Linked DNA regions of Mus musculus: region 1 is linked to region 2. The links are chromatin contacts, called in public HiChIP or PLAC-seq maps. All regions are on one chromosome and are shown on one strand. Each heading gives the region's core, a stretch centred on a gene start, on an enhancer-like site or on the middle of the called end of the contact. The rest is flanking DNA. Distances are from core to core; before and after follow the strand shown. Region 1 overlaps Map3k20 (mitogen-activated protein kinase kinase kinase 20). Region 2 holds the start of Cdca7 (cell division cycle associated 7).

Region 1 (5,196 bases), core at 2,224-4,723, 99 kb before region 2:
CCGTGCTACAGAAGGAAAAATTAGGCTTTCTGTGAAACTGTCTTCTCTTGACAATTTATGATTTTTTGCTTTAGGGAAAATGTTTACCTACTGAGTTAGTCTCTGGGCTGGATACAGACGTGGACTGATTTAAATTTTATGTGGCATGTTTGACAGTGCCAGAACCTCATTTTATTCTGTGGAACAGAAGCCAATGTGCCATACTCTGCCGAGACTCCTGTGGAACAAGGGGGTTTGGAAGGCAGTAACGTGGCTGAACACATGGGTCTTTTGGCTGGTTCTCCCTGCATGTACAGGTGTATACAGAGGAGAGACACACACCCAGACACCCACGTTCTCACTTACTTAGCTTGATGGGTCCTCTGGCTCGTTTCCTCCTCCAGAAGCCCATGTATATAACTTGTACTTTGACAATTCTCCCCAAGTCTTGGAATTTCCCTTTTAGAGATTTTTGACCTAAAGTCACAACTTATGAGTTGTGTAGAGAATGAACTTTTAGTTTCAATATTATTGGATTTATGAAAATAAACTCCATACCACTTTCTTTCAGCCTAGGACTTTGTGTGAAATGTACCCATCTGCCTTTGCTTAGACTGTGACCTCTTGGTACCTGTCACCAAGAATGAATGACTTTTCCCCTGGAAGCCATAGCTGCTGATCACACTCCTAACATTAAGGATCACTCCTGTGTCTTTAAATCTGTCTGTCAGTTCTCACTGAGCACTTCTGTAAGTGCTGCCTGGATCTTTCTTCCTGGAGCTGTAGGTTTTCCATTTGTTTATAAAAAGCCTTTCACTCCAGGGACGGCACAGCACTTTTGAGAGAGGGATCTCTATGTGTGTGCATGTGAGGCCTTCAGTCACGTGTGTCCCACTCCCACTTTTGCTCAACCTTGTGTGACTTTCTTCGGGGGAGGATGATTTTATTTTGTTTTGCTTTTAAGTCAAGGGCTCACTATGTAGCCCTGACTGGCCTGGACTTTTCTATGTAGGTCAGGGCTGTCTGGAACTCACACAGAGATCTGCCTCTCACCTAGCCTCTGGTACTAAAAGCATGGGCCATCCTGCTGCCTGGGAAAGTGATATAACAGACACTGAACAAGCCATTTCCCAACATAAATCCACACTGCCAGGACTACCCTACACCACACACCAGGTGTGGCTCAGAACCCAACTATCCAGTCCCCCAACTATAGCAGTCTCAATTCAGAATTCATGCAAGAGCCTTCCTGCCCTTGAGTGGCAGAAATAGAAATGTTTCATTGTCTCCTTAAAATCAGTTTAGGGGGTTGAAGAGATGGCTGCTCCTCCAGAGGACCTCAGTTCAGTTCCCAGCACCCACATAGGGGCTCATAACTGTCTGTAACTCCAGTCCCTGGGATCCGGCTTCCTCTTCTGGCCTCTGCATACACTATACTTGTGTCAGACACAGACATACATTCAAGCAAACTTAAAATAAAAAGTCTCAAAGCAACAACAAAGCAGGCCCAGCATCTGGGCCTGACAAATGGCTCGCTGTGGGTAAAAGTGTTTACTGGCAAACCTCATGAGCTGAGTTTAGTCCCTAGAAGGACCCACATGGACGGAGAGAACAGATTCTCTCAAGTTGTTGTGTGACTACCACATGCATGTCCTGCATGAAATAAATAATTATAAAAATCATCTGGCATTATTAGTTTCTCTTTGAGTGAAGTTTGAGAATGCTGGGTTGCCTCAGCAGAACCTCAGAGAAGTATATCCCTGCTGATTTCACGATAAGAACTTACTTGGGATGACATTCAACAGTGTCCTTTTCACTCCATCCCTTCTAAATAAGCACCGTCAGTGTAAGGGAGAGTACAAGCCCTGCTCTCCAGAACCCGTTGTTTTAAACAACCATTTATACAAACAAAACCCCCAAAGCATTTATGAGTTCCCAGTCGGTTGGGCATCAGAGAGTGCATAGTTGTTCCAATTGAGGCCATGTTAGGCGTACACATTTGTGAACCTCAAACTTCAAAAGTGGTGGCTACCTAAGAAAACAATACAGTTATGCAGAATCCAAAGGGAGAGCATTGCTCTAACGTAAAACGCGCCATAGGTCATAGCTGAGAGAACATGGCCATCAAAAAGTTGATTTCTGAAACTCACCACCCCCCCTAAAAAAAAAAAAAATGCGGCCTGGTTTTGTTTTTAGTCTTTCTCCGCTTAATAAACTTGAGTTTTATCTGAACATGTGGCAAAACTAACTAGTCTCCTGCTGCCTCCAAAGACACTTCTTGTTGTTAGCAGAGCAACAGAGCTAGGCAGCCGGTTGTTCTTTCTCCAAGGAGAACTTTTACAAGAAAGATGTTTGTACACCCTTAGTACATGATCACTGCACAGGCAGCCTTGTGAGAGAGAGCACAGGGCTTGTCACCCTCCACAGACAAAGCTTTCCCAGTGGCAGCGCGGAAGGGTTACTGTCCTAGGAGCTTCCAGCCAAAGCCAGCTTCAACCGAGGAGCTGAAGAGGCAGCCTCTGCAACTTGTCTAGAGCGCTGTTCCAGAACCAGCCTGGCTCAGGTAATGGCTTCCTATTGTTTGTGAGAGAAAAGGCAGAAATACACAGCCACATCCAAGTTTCTGTTCTGTAAACTGAAAATAGAAATTTTCCCTGTGAGTGCAGCTTAACTGGAAGGACATCTCGATATACAATGAGTTGGAAAATATTTTTAAGGTGAAAGATCACAGCAGTGTTTGGCCTGCATCCTTGGAACTGGAATTTCAAGGCATAAGCTTAATGTATTTTTAGACCTCCAAGTGACTTCCTCAACAAACTTACTTCTTGTGTCTTGTGTCAATGTCATTTTTATTGAATGTGTGTGTATATATGTGTGTGTGTGTGTGTGTGTGTGTGTATCTCCACCCTAACTTGTTCTGCTTTCGATTGGGTACATCCCCAAATCTGGGGGCTTAAAGGGGAATTATGGGAGGTACTGACAGTGGGACGAACCCTATTTGGACCTTGTTTTGGTTCCACAACCTGAGGCTCTGGCATTGCTCTTCTGTCCCCATGGTTTTGAATCCCTTGGCTACTGTAGCTATGCAGAGGCCCAGATGGAGTGACACAGTCCAGTTGTGTCAGGGTCACACCTCCTCATTGATTAGACTTTTGATATTTTTCCAGCCAAACATTTTGGTCTACAAAAGTGAAGAATGAATTCCTTTCCGATCTCTCGGAGTCTCGGGGGCTGCGGGGGCTGCATTTTACTCTGTAGAGTCCAGGCAGGTTTTACCTGTGCACACATTTGTGTGCCTGTTGCGCTTGCCCCCAGACTTCGGAAAGGGGAGGCCTGAATTGTTCACCTGAGTGTTTGTGAGGCCAAAGCATTTGACTTTTTTGAAGCTGCCTTCTTATTTCCATTTCCCCACACTTCATCCTCTGTCCCCAGCACTAAGAGAGAGTGGTGATCACAGGAAATCGAGGGACCTCATTTCCTGCCCAGCCTAGGGCTGCCTCTCCCCTGCACAGGCAGGGTGGCCAGGTGACTGTATTCCTATGCTGACTCTTCCCCTCCCTCCGGAGCTTACACTGCACTAGCCAGCATCATCCCCTTCTGGGGTGCCCCTAGCTAGCATCATCCCCTTCTGGGGTGCCCCTTACCTTTCCTAATCACTCATGTGACTCAAATAGAATTATTCAGTAGCTCTTCTGAGGAAGTACCTTACACACTTGATTAAAAGCCCAAAGAGGCTTCAGGGATTTTTTTTTTTCCTCTCCTGCTTGAGGAGCATCTGCCAATTTCCCTGATTTTCTTGCTAATTATCTTTGTATTTGCCAGCGTTCATTTAACACGCTATGGCTTGAACAAGACAGCGGGCTGGCTGAGGATATAATGACGATATATCCAGTTTAAGGCTTACAGGATTTCCTTGAATAGAGCTGTGCCTTCCATCTAGACTTGTCTTTAGGAATAGGCTTTTGGGTTTGCAGTGAGAGAGAGACCAAACCTACCTTGCCGAGTCGTCGCCCTGAGTCAACCTGGGCTCTGCACCTACAGCTCAGCCTGTTGTGTTCCCTCCAGCAATGGAGCTTCCCCATCCCTAAAATAACACGGGATGAGAGCACAGCCTCCAAGTACGAAAGCAGTTTGCATCCCTGCTGGCCTGCTTGGTAGCTGGATGTATGTAGACAAGTTCATCTGACTTGCCTAAACTCTTATCCTCACCTAAAAACTGAGGATGATATCGGAGGACTTGATAATGATCAGGGCAACACGTGCAATGGGGATTTGGAACACATTAGGCCCTCAATAAATTATAGTGCTTGTCAAATTCTGATTATTAACAAACCTGGAATTGCTTTTGTGCTTTGCAAAGTACTGGTAGACTACACTTTGTGGTATCAGGCTGGCATGCTAACACAATTCTAGCACGTGGGAGGCTGAGGCAAGAGTATCATGAGTTCAAGGCTAGCCTGAGCTACATACCCAGTCTTTTGTCCAAAACCAATTCTTTGGATGCCTATTTGAATAAAAAGGGGAAGCAATTGGGTGTTCAAATTTCCACTGCTAGGTGTTTAGAGAATAACTAAACCCACCATCCTAGAACGAGTTCCCTTTCTGTGGCATTTCCGTTGATGTTCATTGCTGCACTTAGCATGACTTTTACACAAAGGTGAATGCATAGATTCATTCATGCACAGTCAGCTTATATGTTTGTTAAATGTGCACTATACTTCAGAATATGACATAATATATGTATTTAGGAATGGATCTCTTAGAATAACTCATTCTGAAATTTGTCCAAACTATAATATGCTAGAATTTCACAGGTATCTATCAGTATAGGGCAGATGAGTTTGCTAGTGATTTGAACTGAGGACTTTGTTTTGTTTTGTTTTGTTTTTATTGAACCTTGTAAAAACTGTGTTGAGTTCCTGGTTACTATCTAAAAATTATATCTGAGATTCAAGGCAGAAAGTCTGTTTTCTAACAAAATACAAAACCTAGTCTGTGGGAATGTGTGAAAAAACTGGAGAGTGGTAAGTAAGATCATGTTTAATCGCTAATATAAAATTATAAATGTAGACACTCCAATTTCTAAAACAAGTTTTTTCCTTATATACAAAGAACTAAAAGTATATAATATGTGGTAGAAGTCCTGTGTATGAATATATACATATATTGTGGAAGAGTCTACAGATGGTTGGCTACGTCTAGTAATTGGATACAATT
Region 2 (5,465 bases), core at 2,084-4,583:
TGAAAGCAGGCCTAGTCTAAATGGAGACAAACGGGGTTTATGGTGTCCTTTCAAAAGGCACAGTGACTAAGCATATAAGGCTACTCCAATGCCTCTACTCATCATGGACTAATCAGCCATATTTGCTTCCCTTTACTTACAGTTGTGACCTTGGCACACCTTGAACTGTGGATCCTCTGGCCTCTTCTTCCCTACTGCTGGGATAACAAGCTTCTGCTACCCTGCCTGATACGATGCCTCCTCCTCCTCCTCCTCCTCCTCCTCCTCCTCCTCCTCCTCCTTTCCCTCCTCCTCCTTCCCTCTTAGAAAGCACTGTGACACTGCAGTCCCAGTCTTTCCCGCCTCCTCCCTCCTTCCTCCCTTTCTCTCTTGAGGGTTAATGGCTATCTTCTTCCACCTGTTCACATTTTCTTCTTCCACAGTTCTTCTGTTTTTGTGCTTTTCAATTTTGTTAGGGGTTAGCCTTCTCCGAGGCATTTGCCATTTGCTTTCCCCCTCAACCTTGTGTGAGGAGCTAGCTTCACCGATGCAAGAGAGCCGCTCTGAACAGTTGTTTAAATCCTGTTACATGCCTACGCCACTGTTCTTTTCCTGTAGTCATATCCTTTTTTTTCTTTTTGAGGGGGTGGTGATAGCTAATCTTGTCAACTTGGTGACACTGAGAAGTGCCTAGGGGATTATTGAAGTGTGCCCCTGAGTGAGTCTTCAGGGTGTTTCCAGAGAGGATTAACTGGGGTTTGGGGTGGGGGTCTGGGAGGAGGGAAGGGCAGGGTATGTAAAGTGAATAAATAAATGAATGGGGAAGAATTCATCCCGAGCACGCAGGGTGTCATTCTGCATGCTAAGGGCTTTAATGGAACAGAAGAGAGGACACAGTGACACAGGCACTCTGCTTTCTGTTTGATTTTCCCTACACCTTCTTGTCATGATAGACTAGACTTTATGAAAGCCTGAGCCAAATAAATTTCTCCTTCATCTCCCTTACCTCCATGTTTGTGTCAGACTTTTGTGCCAATGACGGAACAGAAGCACAAGTGTGACTTCGCTGGTTTGCAATATTTCGCCCTGATATACTATACTGATAGGAATGAGCCAACTACTCCTCCTCTGGTCCAGTTAGCTCCAACTTCAAAACAAAGTCTCAATCTGAACACTCTCCGGGTACTACAATGACATCAGTATCTTAGCATTCCCAGTTTTCGCCCCCTCCTGGCTGGCTGCTCCCCCCAGACTATACCATCCATGGGGGCAAACAGGGGCACCCCAGCCTGTTAAATCCTCCACTGTCTTTCTATCAGGCCTGGAATAAATGCAGAGATCTTTTATAGCTAGGAAGCTCCAAATGTCTACTTTCTCTTCCTCTTTTCCTGACTTTCAGTAGTAGAGATGGGGACTCTTGGCTGCTTCATACTGTTCTGGAACCAGATGCCAGTCTGCCTGAAACTAGTACTTTTTTCCTGTCGCTTCCTTTCTGACCACTCAGATTTCTGGCTGTATATCACCAGCTTGTATAACTATTGTAGAAGTATGCATTGTTCCTTTCCTGTCTTCAGCTTTTCACTGTACTTTCTTCCTCTTCCTCCTCCTCTTCTTCCTCTTTCTCTTCTCCTCCTCCTTCTCCTCCTCCTCCTCCTCCTCCTCCTCCAAAGTATCATACCTGAAATTCTCTTTTGTATCTCTGCTCCTCCATCAGAGTGTACACTCTCTGGACCTTGTATCCTCAGTACTCAGAATAGCACCTGCTTACAACCTTGCACTCAGTTAGGGGCAGGACTTTGAACCGCCCTGATGGTGAAGCCCAGAGGATATACATTGTCTGCAGGACACACACAAGCACAGAAGTGAAAACTTTAAGGAAACAACATGCACACGTCCTGGGCTCACATTGGATTTCGTTGAAAAAGAAATGCAGGAGCACAGAGAGACAAGCCTGTTCCAAGAAGAGTAAAAATGCTCAGTGTAGAACATTACCCAGGCAAAGTGGCCCGGATGCCCCCTTCGTTCTGTGACCTCACATGGTCAGTTCTACTTGCACAAACCATATTCACAAGAACATTGTACTAAGGACAATTTTAGGTCTCCATCCACATACTTATTCATCCAACAAGTGTTGGTTGAACTCCTGGCTGCTACCAGGAATTTTGCCAAACAAATCAATTAGCTGCTTCTCTTGATGCCTAAGTTGGAGACTGGAGTTCTTTGTCTCTAGCACAGAGGGAGGGTGACCCCTGGGCAGCTCCTTCCAATCCATTGTCTTCCTCGGTTATTTATGTCTTTATGGTCAGTACCTAGAGAGGTGTGTGTGTGTGTGTGTGTGTGTGTGTGTGTGTGTTGCGCATGCTCTCTTCACAGAAAAGGACTGTGGCAACATCAATACTAAGAGAAAAGTTTTGAAATAAGGGGGAATGCTTACACTTCAAGAAATGTTTTAAATCTATGATTATAATTAAAGCTCTTTTAAAAAGCACCCAAGGTTTTTCGGTCGTTGCTGTTTGGGTTTTTTTTTTTCCCCCTGTGTTTTACTCTTTAAAAACAGGGGAGCCTCGTTTCATCCCTGTGCCGGTCTTAGTGAGAAGGGCTATAAGAAAGAAAGAAAGAAAGAAAGAAAGAAAGAAAGAAAGAAAGAAAGAAAGAAAGAAAGAAAGATCTTCTAACTAGCTCTGGTTGTTCCCAATTTTGCCTGGAGAAAAATGGACAATCCACAGTGTAATCGCCTGCAGCTTTTATCTCCGAAAGATAAAGCTCTAAAGACTTTTACCCTTCGGAGAGGCTTTACTCAACTGAAGGGCTATTTTTAAACCCACGCCGGAATCTTTCTTGAAGCAACAGGACTTAACTGGTCTATTGACTACATATAGATAGTGGTGTGGTTGCTAGATAAGAGGTGCTATGCTCTCAGATATTTGTGGGTGGTATCCCCGTTCTGTTCTTTAACATTTTTAAGAGATTAAACTACAGCGAAAGTGTGAACGCAGTAAGAGGCTCTACCAGCCTTACAATCTCCCGTTTTGTATGCAAATCAGACGGCCAGTCTCAGGACCTCGGCAGCCACTTTCGCGCCACTTCCCAGGACCGCGCAGCTTCATAAAAAGCCAGTGGCACTGAGTTCCCACAACGCCACTGTTTCATAGAACATTCAGCAGTTTCCGAGGACACTCAAGGTTATTACAACCACGAGAACCGCTTCTATTTTTTTCCAGAGCTGGGACGCTTCGGGTACCGCTAAAGAGGTCATCTTAGCTGGCAGGACCTGCGTCCCGGCGCGGGAAAGCCGGTGGCCCCGCCCCTCCGGCGGCGGAGTGCGCGCCCCGCCTCTGTCCCGGAGCTCGGGTTGTTCGGGCTCTGAGTGCTGGTGTGTTCCGACGAACTATCCCCGTTCCGAGTGCCTGGGTACCCGCCGCCAACATGGAGGCTCGCCGCGCGCGGGTGAGGCCCGGCCGGGTGCACCGGGGCGGGGTTGGTGGGTGCTAGACACGGGCGGGTCCGGGCCACTTCCCTCCGACTCCGCGGGTTAGCTCCGCTCACTTGTCCCACGCGCTCCTGATTGTCGCCAGGTTGAGGGAAATCACAGATCGATTTTCTTATAATCTTTGCACCCAGGATAACTCAAGGCCAAGGTGATGCGCCCGCCGGCGCGCACGGAGTTGCCAGCGTTCCCGGAACCTGCGGCACGGGCGCTCATGCTCCACGTGCGCGCGGAGGCCTGGGACTCGCCGCTGGCCATCCTGTCTGGCGGTCGTATCCCAGCCTTCCACCTTCTGGGACCTCACCCTGCACGACCCGCTGGCGGCGAGTGCGTTGTTACCTACGCGTGCACTAGTGGCCCTGGGATCGATCCTCTTTTGCTCTGCGTCCCCTTCTAACCACTCTGGATCTGCGGGTTTAGCGTAGATGGCCTTGTGAGCATTTCTTGAGAACTTGGGTTGTGCACGTGGGGGGAGGTATTGTTTTAGTCCTAGGCTGTGGTCAGATGCAATTTTGGGGCCCAGCGATGCAAGTCGTGTGCCGCGACCGTTTAGTAACCTTCCCTGCGTCCCCCAACTCCCCACCCGTCCCACCCTTTTCTTCCCGGCTTGCAGCTGCGAGCTGGAACGTAACTCTTTTTGCTCCAACGGAAGCCAGAACTTATGTCCTGCCCTGGAGTGGGTTGAAGAGTGGGGGGATGGGCGGAAAGGAAGACAGTGACGTGCTTCAAATAAATATCGGGTTCGGGGGCCCTTGTGGCGAGGTCTGAGTGGGTAGACGGAGTCGTGGTCTCATAGCGGATCTCCGCGCGTGGGGAAATGGGCTTGGAGTTTGGCTTGCCTTGGTGCATATTTGGACACCTGACTGGAGGAATCGACTTCACCTCTCCGCACTTCAGTTTTCTTACTTATTTAAGTGATGGTAACGTCGCTGCAAAGAATTAAGCGAACATCAGTACCAAATCTGCCGTCAAAGAACACTCACCGTAAACAGAATTAAGAGTTACATCTGCCAAAAAAGTTCACCCCAGGCACGACCTTTGGCTCTCCTTTTTTGTGTGTCTTTTCCATCGAAGACATACTTGCCTGGTGAATGACTGACCGTTGGCCTGTCCTGGCTTGTTAAAGATTAGCCTCTTTTCCTGATGGCTTTTGATTGACTGCCTCCCCTGAGGCTGACATGGAGTTAAATTGATTAGTAGAGTGTAGAGAATTAAAGTCATTTAAGGAGCTGTGTGCCGTTTTGGGGATTTCTTAGTTCTTTGCATTTTGTTGCACCTTATTGCCTTGGACTTCCTCTACCAGAAACCTGGGCAGACTTTTGAATCCCTTTTAACTCCTAACTCTCCACCCACCGCCTCGAACTACTGTTGTAAATACAATATTTGGTAGCTCTCTCGAATACCACACATTGCTGCCATTAGGATATCAGAAGCATACACAAATGGTTGATTGGTGTCTACTTAGGAACATGATGTGGAGGCTGGGCCACCAACATCTTGGAAATCATTTTATTGTATCCGAGAGACTGAAATGTAATGTGTTAGGTGCGGAAGGAAGTCTTTCCCAACATCTAGGCATTTTCTGTTCCCTAACACCCTTGGGCACTCTGGTGGGGCTGGCCCAACTTGGGTCAATAAGAAATGGCCAAATAGGCTGTCCTGGTTACATTTTCTAGTGGACAGTACAAGGCTGTAAGCTAAAATGAATGGAGTTTTTTCATAATTCCGACTAACTTGACCTTTATTTGCTAGAAATGCTTACTGTTGACTTCTACCACAGGTCTTAGAATTCTCAAGCCTTCTGGGGGCCATGAGAAAGCTGTATGGAGCCCATGGTCAGAGAGTTCCTATGGAATCCAGTCTTCAACCTGGCCTAGGAGTGTTAGTTGACCTCTGACTTGGCTTCTTGTACTATGTATTTTCGGGCTGATAACCCTTGATTTGTAAAGACTGCAAAACCTCCATGCCCCTCTCCTTGGAGCGAGCGGCGCCTGTTTGG

The links. HiChIP or PLAC-seq counts read pairs in DNA pulled down with a chosen protein or histone mark.
Region 1: a contact with region 2 is called in an H3K4me3 HiChIP or PLAC-seq map of the SCID.adh cell line, with 23 read pairs. The contact joins the enhancer-like site here to the promoter of Cdca7 in region 2. A contact is called at or near these places in 2 of 39 promoter capture datasets (maxillary cranial neural crest and pre-B cells), 5 of 115 datasets of contacts at active chromatin or transcription factors (the SCID.adh cell line, T-cell acute lymphoblastic leukemia, bone marrow-derived macrophages and 2 more) and 1 of 9 other capture datasets (pancreatic islet).

What each region holds. Positions count from the first base shown.
Region 1 is chr2:72,373,363-72,378,558 of GRCm38.p6, forward strand. The region is part of intron 7 of Map3k20 (mitogen-activated protein kinase kinase kinase 20); the gene reads left to right. Among named protein-coding and RNA genes, the nearest start is that of Gm52556, 24 kb to the left of the region's middle. Within about 2 kb of position 3,474, at least 10 of the 459 cell types and tissues checked have an H3K27ac peak or open chromatin away from gene starts, as enhancers often do. A contact at or near this core is called in the SCID.adh cell line, where this site is marked.
Region 2 is chr2:72,472,886-72,478,350 of GRCm38.p6, forward strand. Cdca7 (cell division cycle associated 7) reads left to right here and starts at 3,334. Exons shown (of 9, transcript NM_025866.3): 1 at 3,334-3,426. The coding sequence starts at 3,406.